Regions from separate parts of the Rattus norvegicus genome. Here region 1 is linked to region 2. The links are chromatin contacts, called in public Hi-C maps. All regions are on one chromosome and are shown on one strand. Each heading gives the region's core, a stretch centred on a gene start, on an enhancer-like site or on the middle of the called end of the contact. The rest is flanking DNA. Distances are from core to core; before and after follow the strand shown.

What was found. Hi-C and Micro-C count contacts between places; a contact is called where the count stands out from the background.
Region 1: a Hi-C map of liver shows a contact between it and region 2, with 3 times the contacts expected there. The contact joins the enhancer-like site here to the promoter of Tcof1 in region 2. A contact is called at or near these places in 11 of 12 Hi-C or Micro-C datasets (the A7r5 cell line, the Rat2 cell line, Schwann cells and 6 more) and 1 of 1 datasets of contacts at active chromatin or transcription factors (oligodendrocytes).

The regions. Positions count from the first base shown.
Region 1 is chr18:56,699,624-56,702,323 of GRCr8, reverse strand. It overlaps Camk2a (calcium/calmodulin-dependent protein kinase II alpha), which reads right to left. Exons shown (of 18, transcript NM_012920.1): 15 at 1,195-1,270. Among named protein-coding and RNA genes, the nearest start is that of Slc6a7, 37 kb to the left of the region's middle. Within about 2 kb of position 1,348, at least 41 of the 93 cell types and tissues checked have an H3K27ac peak or open chromatin away from gene starts, as enhancers often do. A contact at or near this core is called in the A7r5 cell line and liver, where this site is marked.
Region 2 is chr18:56,569,375-56,572,074 of GRCr8, reverse strand. Tcof1 (treacle ribosome biogenesis factor 1) reads left to right here and starts at 1,348. Exons shown (of 26, transcript NM_001395127.1): 1 at 1,348-1,581. The coding sequence starts at 1,474.

The sequences.
Region 1 (2,700 bases), core at 99-2,598, 130 kb before region 2:
TGGGCATACCAGGCTAAATCCCGGGGTACCACAGGTCCCGAGGTCATGGTAAGTTTCAGAGGCTAGAGCAGGCTGCAAAATATCATCATAGCCTATAACATTACAGAGGGGGAGAGTTTTCCTGTGACAGCAAGAAAGGCCACATCACTACTTTGCTCCTGGCTGTGGCTTTTCAGAATCACTCTGACTTGATAACAACCTGACTTAGCTTTTCCAGGTCTACCCAAAAGACTGGTGAACAGTCAGCTCCCATTCTTTAATGAGACACCCTAATATCCTCCAGCACACACACCCGTGCATCCTGGGCTTACACATGTGCCTCTCATATACCTTATTCCTCCAGAGACAGCCAGTGATTTTCCAGTGACTGAATTTAGTTCCCGTGTTTAGAACATACAACTGCAGCTTCAGTCACCCTGAGATCATGCCTGTCAGGCTGTTCCCACCTCACATTCACCCCACAGGCAAGGGTCACACTGTCTTGGTTGGACGCTTTTGCCCACCAAAAAAAAGCATGTGTGGGACTGCCAGGTCCAGATCCAATTAGCGCTGGTCAAAATGCGTAGGCCTACATCCAGAACATCCATTCATTCTCTCTGGGCTAGGCGGGAGACTTACTTCTGGACCAGACCAGCAAAGGTGTGATCACCACTAGGGGGCGCTGAAGCCCAGCTTATGCACACAGTCATGCCTCCAGGGGCTGGAGCAGGTATGTGAGCAGAGGACAGTTAATTCTGTTCGAGACTGTGCCTTATCCCCCAGCGGGTTTAAGAGTGAGCGGGTTCCACCTTGCTCACTCTTGATCACTAAAGATGTACACTCTCTGGGTCCCTGCCTGCTCCTGCTCAGTTGAGATCAAAGACCCACGGCAAAGACTCAGACCCACTGGGCAGGATAGAGAAGGACTGGGTAGGATAGAGAAGGACTGGCCTCAATTACCCACTTCCCCGTGCTAGGGTACAGACCACCCTTATTTCTTGGGGAGAGGCAAAGCAGCTTTACTTGGAGCTCCTCCAGGACTCAGGCTAGCCGGAAGAGTGACAGGAAGTGACGTGAGCTGCTCCGACCCGAGCTCGGAACAGAAAAGACTCCATCTCATTTGCATGCAGAGAGTGAGTGGGCTCGGAAACCCACAGATTAGCGCCCCTGAACCCAATCCAGGCAGCACATGCAGAATGAGCCTGGCTAACTCACGTGTAGGATTCAAAGTCTCCATTGCTTATGGCTTCGATCAGCTGCTCTGTCACTTTGATAATTTCCTGTTTGCGCACTGTAAGGTAGGAGGGGACACAAACAATAATGACAGTGACAGTCATGAAGAACCAAGTACTGGCTTCCGAGTCCCCAACTCGTGCCAGGCAGGCTCTGCGGGGACCTGACACTGTATACGGATGATCTCACCCATCCTTGTTCCTGAGAGAGAAAGATCATTAGCCTGGTTTCACACAAGAGACTGAGGCCCAGTGTGGGGTGGGAGGTGGGGAATGTGGTCCCAAGAGCTACGAATGGTAAAGATAGTGGACATTCAGACTCCGGGTCTTGTTTGAACCCAGGTTTTGACTCCAAAATATGTGTCTCTGCTATTTACCTTGATTTGCTGTGTGAATCAAAGCCATGTTACATGTTGCCTGATTTACTGACTATCTCAAACCAGGGCTCCCACACCAGCAAACATGGGACTACAAAGGAAAGTAAGTCAACCTTTACATCTGGGTAGTTTTTGCTGTGTTTGGGTGATGAAGATTCAGGCAGAGCTGTCTAGAATCTAGGGTTAACTGAATTCTCCCATCTGCCACAGAAAAGAAACACAAGAAACTGCTTTTCTTGGCAGAGAGTTGTTAGATGTGTGGCCTGAGCCTCGGCATCCCCAAACCTGGGGTAAGAATCAAATCAGACCCACACAATAGCCCAAAGAACTCAGGCTTGAATTCCAGACAGATCATCACCCAAATTCCAATCCGCGACCTTACAAGCTGTGGGGCTGAGAGCCACAAGACTGACTGGCTTGTCAGAAAAGTGTCCTCCTCCAGAGCTGGTCTGAGGGTGGGACAGTGTGATGAGCATGAAGCAGTGTCCCCAAGCCTGGCCCATCATGGGTGCTCATGACAAGCAGTGTCGTTGCTGGCAGCCCCCACTTAAGATCGTCTTGCAAGCTCCTCCCAGACCCTGGCAGTTAGGCAACACAGGAGAAGCCGGGTCCTCAGTAATGAAGGAATCTTCAGCAGGTATCCTGGGCCCCAGCGGAGCAGAACAGAAGCTGCCTTAGAAGCTTTGGAAGGTTCTCTTTCCTTCTTCCTTTCAGAGGCAGCTCTCTTCCAAACCCAGGAACTGGGCTCACCGGGTCTCAACATCGCTAGGAACCAGGTGGGGTACAAAGCCTGGGTGAGACTCTGACTTTTCCTTGCCAGCTACCTAGGCTGCCTCAGACACTCATCTTGGGCCCAGAGGAGGTGGAATCTGAGGGCATCCAGGCTGGAAGAACTTACAGCGGGCCAGAAGCTGTCCTCTCTGAGTGACTGAGGAAACAGAGGCCCATTGAGGGTCATAGTTTCCCAAGGACATGAAACATACGGTGCAGTCTGACTCACAGCCCAGAGCTTTTTCCACAGGACCCTGGTGTTCCGGCCCACATGTTCACACCCCACGTTCTCAGAAGACTAACCCCACACAGCTGCTTGGAACTCACTACCTACCTCTAAA
Region 2 (2,700 bases), core at 99-2,598:
GTTATTCCATCCTTTGATGTATGCCACGGCTGTTCATTTAACACTCGGCCCTCTCGTTAGCCTGGGAAGCGCTGCGGGCGTACAGACCGTGTGGTCTCCAGTAGTAGGCATTCAATACAAATCTGCCTGATGTCTGAATGTAGATTAGTCTCCCGTGTCCTCACACAGCACATGCCACCTGCTCCTGTCACCTGGTCCTGTGTGCTTCTCCCTAGAATGTGAATGTCACTTTTCTTGTCCCTGTGGCCAGATATCACAAGAAGCAACTTACATTAGAAAGATTAACTATGGCTCACAGTTCACAGGCCATGACAGAAGGAAAGATAGGATGGCAGGAATATTGGTTACGCATCAGCAGGCCAGGAAACAGTGAAAGAAGAATGCAGGCACTCCCTACTCAGACACACCCACAGGAGTAGCTCTTAGGTAATTCTAAAGTCCAGTCACCACTAAGGATTTAATTATCATATGTGCTTATGTGGGTCCTAAACTTCAGTGGACATGTGTGTTGACCCAAATTCGTAGTGAAAGCTGTCAGCATATTCCCAACCAGTCCTTGAGGAACAGGTGCCTCAAATAGTCCCAGGCCACTCCCATTCTCTCCTGGTCACTGTACCCCTCAATAAACACAGTAGCCTACATCGGGATTTTTTTTTCTATATTTTGGACTTTCATCTTTCCAACTGTACAGCCTAGCAGTACAGGGTTGTTTGGGGTTCCCTTACCAAATACCAAAGTAATTTTCACATTCTGACTCATAGAGCACCTCCAGCCTGGCCTCTCCACAGTGCTTAAACGTCTCTGCTGTCTTTGAGGCTAATTTTAAATGTCTCTTGGGGGATAGGTGCCCTTCCTCCATGCTTCCCTGAGCTCTGTCTTCTCTCAACAAAGTGCACCAGACATCTGAACTGTAACTGCTAGGTTGTCTGCTGTGTCTCCCACCTGGGTGATTTTTGAGTCAACTGCTTGCTTTGTTTCTCTTTATATGCCCCAAGCCTAGCTAGGTGCTGTCCTAGCTCAGGTAAGGGTTTGTTTAGAGATTCAATACACCAGTGACAACTCAAGCCTTATTCGTGGGACCTAAACACTGTGAAATAAGTAATCGGAAGCAGGGGCCAGTAATCAGGAAGTTCAAAAATGAATAAAGGCGCCACAGGCATCAAATCTTTTCAAAGTGTAAATCAGAATTTAGATGCAGGAGACCTTTTTTTCTTTTTTTAAAATCATGGCCGCCCAGAGGGCGGATCCAGATCAGGACACGCCTTCGAGCCAATGGCAGAGCTGGTTAACCTCCATGGCTCAGCCCTCTTGGACCGGATAGCCCATTCCAGCGGCAAGACTACATTTCCCAGCGCGCCGCGCGGCCCGGTGACGCGAGGCCGGAAGTGAGGGACATGAGGTTCTAGGGCGCGAGGGAAGCGGCTAGCGGGGGCGAGGGGGCGTGCACGTGAATAGCCTGGCCGGATCTCTGGCATGGCCGAGGCCAGGAAGCGGCGGGAGCTGCTTCCCCTTATTTACCATCATCTGTTGCAAGCAGGCTACGTCCGCGCGGCGCGGGAAGTTAAGGAGCAGAGCGGCCAGGTAAGCGTCAGACGGCCCAGTGCAAGATCAAGGGAGCCAGTAGCCCGCGCCCCTCCCGGGAAACCCAACCAGCGCGAGTCAGAGATGTCGGCCAGGGAGCAGGAGGAACATTAAACTCTGCTCTACTCCGTGCGACTTACAGCCACCTCCCAGGCTCAGTTTCCCCATGGGTGCAGTGGGCGGGCCGGAAACTGATCCGACTAGCGCAGCTTTGTAATTCCCGCCCGGGTTCCCGGTAGCGGCAGGTTTACGTTTCCCTAGGATCTTGCCACGTGGCTCTATGTAGTTTCCCTGGGACATCACCTGGAAGTCCAGCTGGAGCAGATTGTCACCACTGTTGTTGGGAACACCGAGACGAAGGTCCCCTTAGTTGATGATCTAGCATGCAGGGCGTGCAGGCCCTTGGCTGTCTTCGGTTATGACAAGACTCGAACCCGTGGTGCACTAACTTCAAAGTTCATTCATTTGGCAACTTTTATTTGGCACTGAGGTGCAGATGATGAAATGGGGCCCCTCTGCCCGCCTCACAGCCTAGTAGATAGTACAAAAGAAACACAAAAGTGACTGTATAGTTAACTTTGTATTAAGCTGTAGAGCAAGAGATTCGAGGTGCGGAAACGTGGGTGGAAGAACCTGGGCGGGGAATATCCAGGACTGCTTCCCTGAGGATGTAGTAGTTGATCTGAGATCTAGAGGGAGATGGGTATTTAGATGCCAGGTTGGAGTGGGACTTCCAAGTGTCCTAGCCTCCAGAAAGTTTGCTGAGCCTGAAGTTTGAAATGCTTGACTATGGAGTCTCCCAAAAAGATAGAGGCAAAGCCGATAGGCAGGAATGGCCTATGGGTTGTCTTCCCAGAAGAACTGTGGTAACTGGTGAACTGGATATTGACCTGGAGGACCCCAGGTGTGGTGGCATCTGCCTTTAAAATCCCATCACTCCAGAGATTGAGGCAGGCGGATCTCTTGAATTCAGAGATAGCCTGGTCTACAAAGTGAGTTTAAGACCAGCCAAGGGCTGCATGGTGAGATCCTGTCTCAGAGAGAGACAGAGAGACAAAGAGAGCTTAAGCTGGAGTGGGGTGGGAGGGGTGGGGCACCCTGGTTTGACCTGTGCCTTTA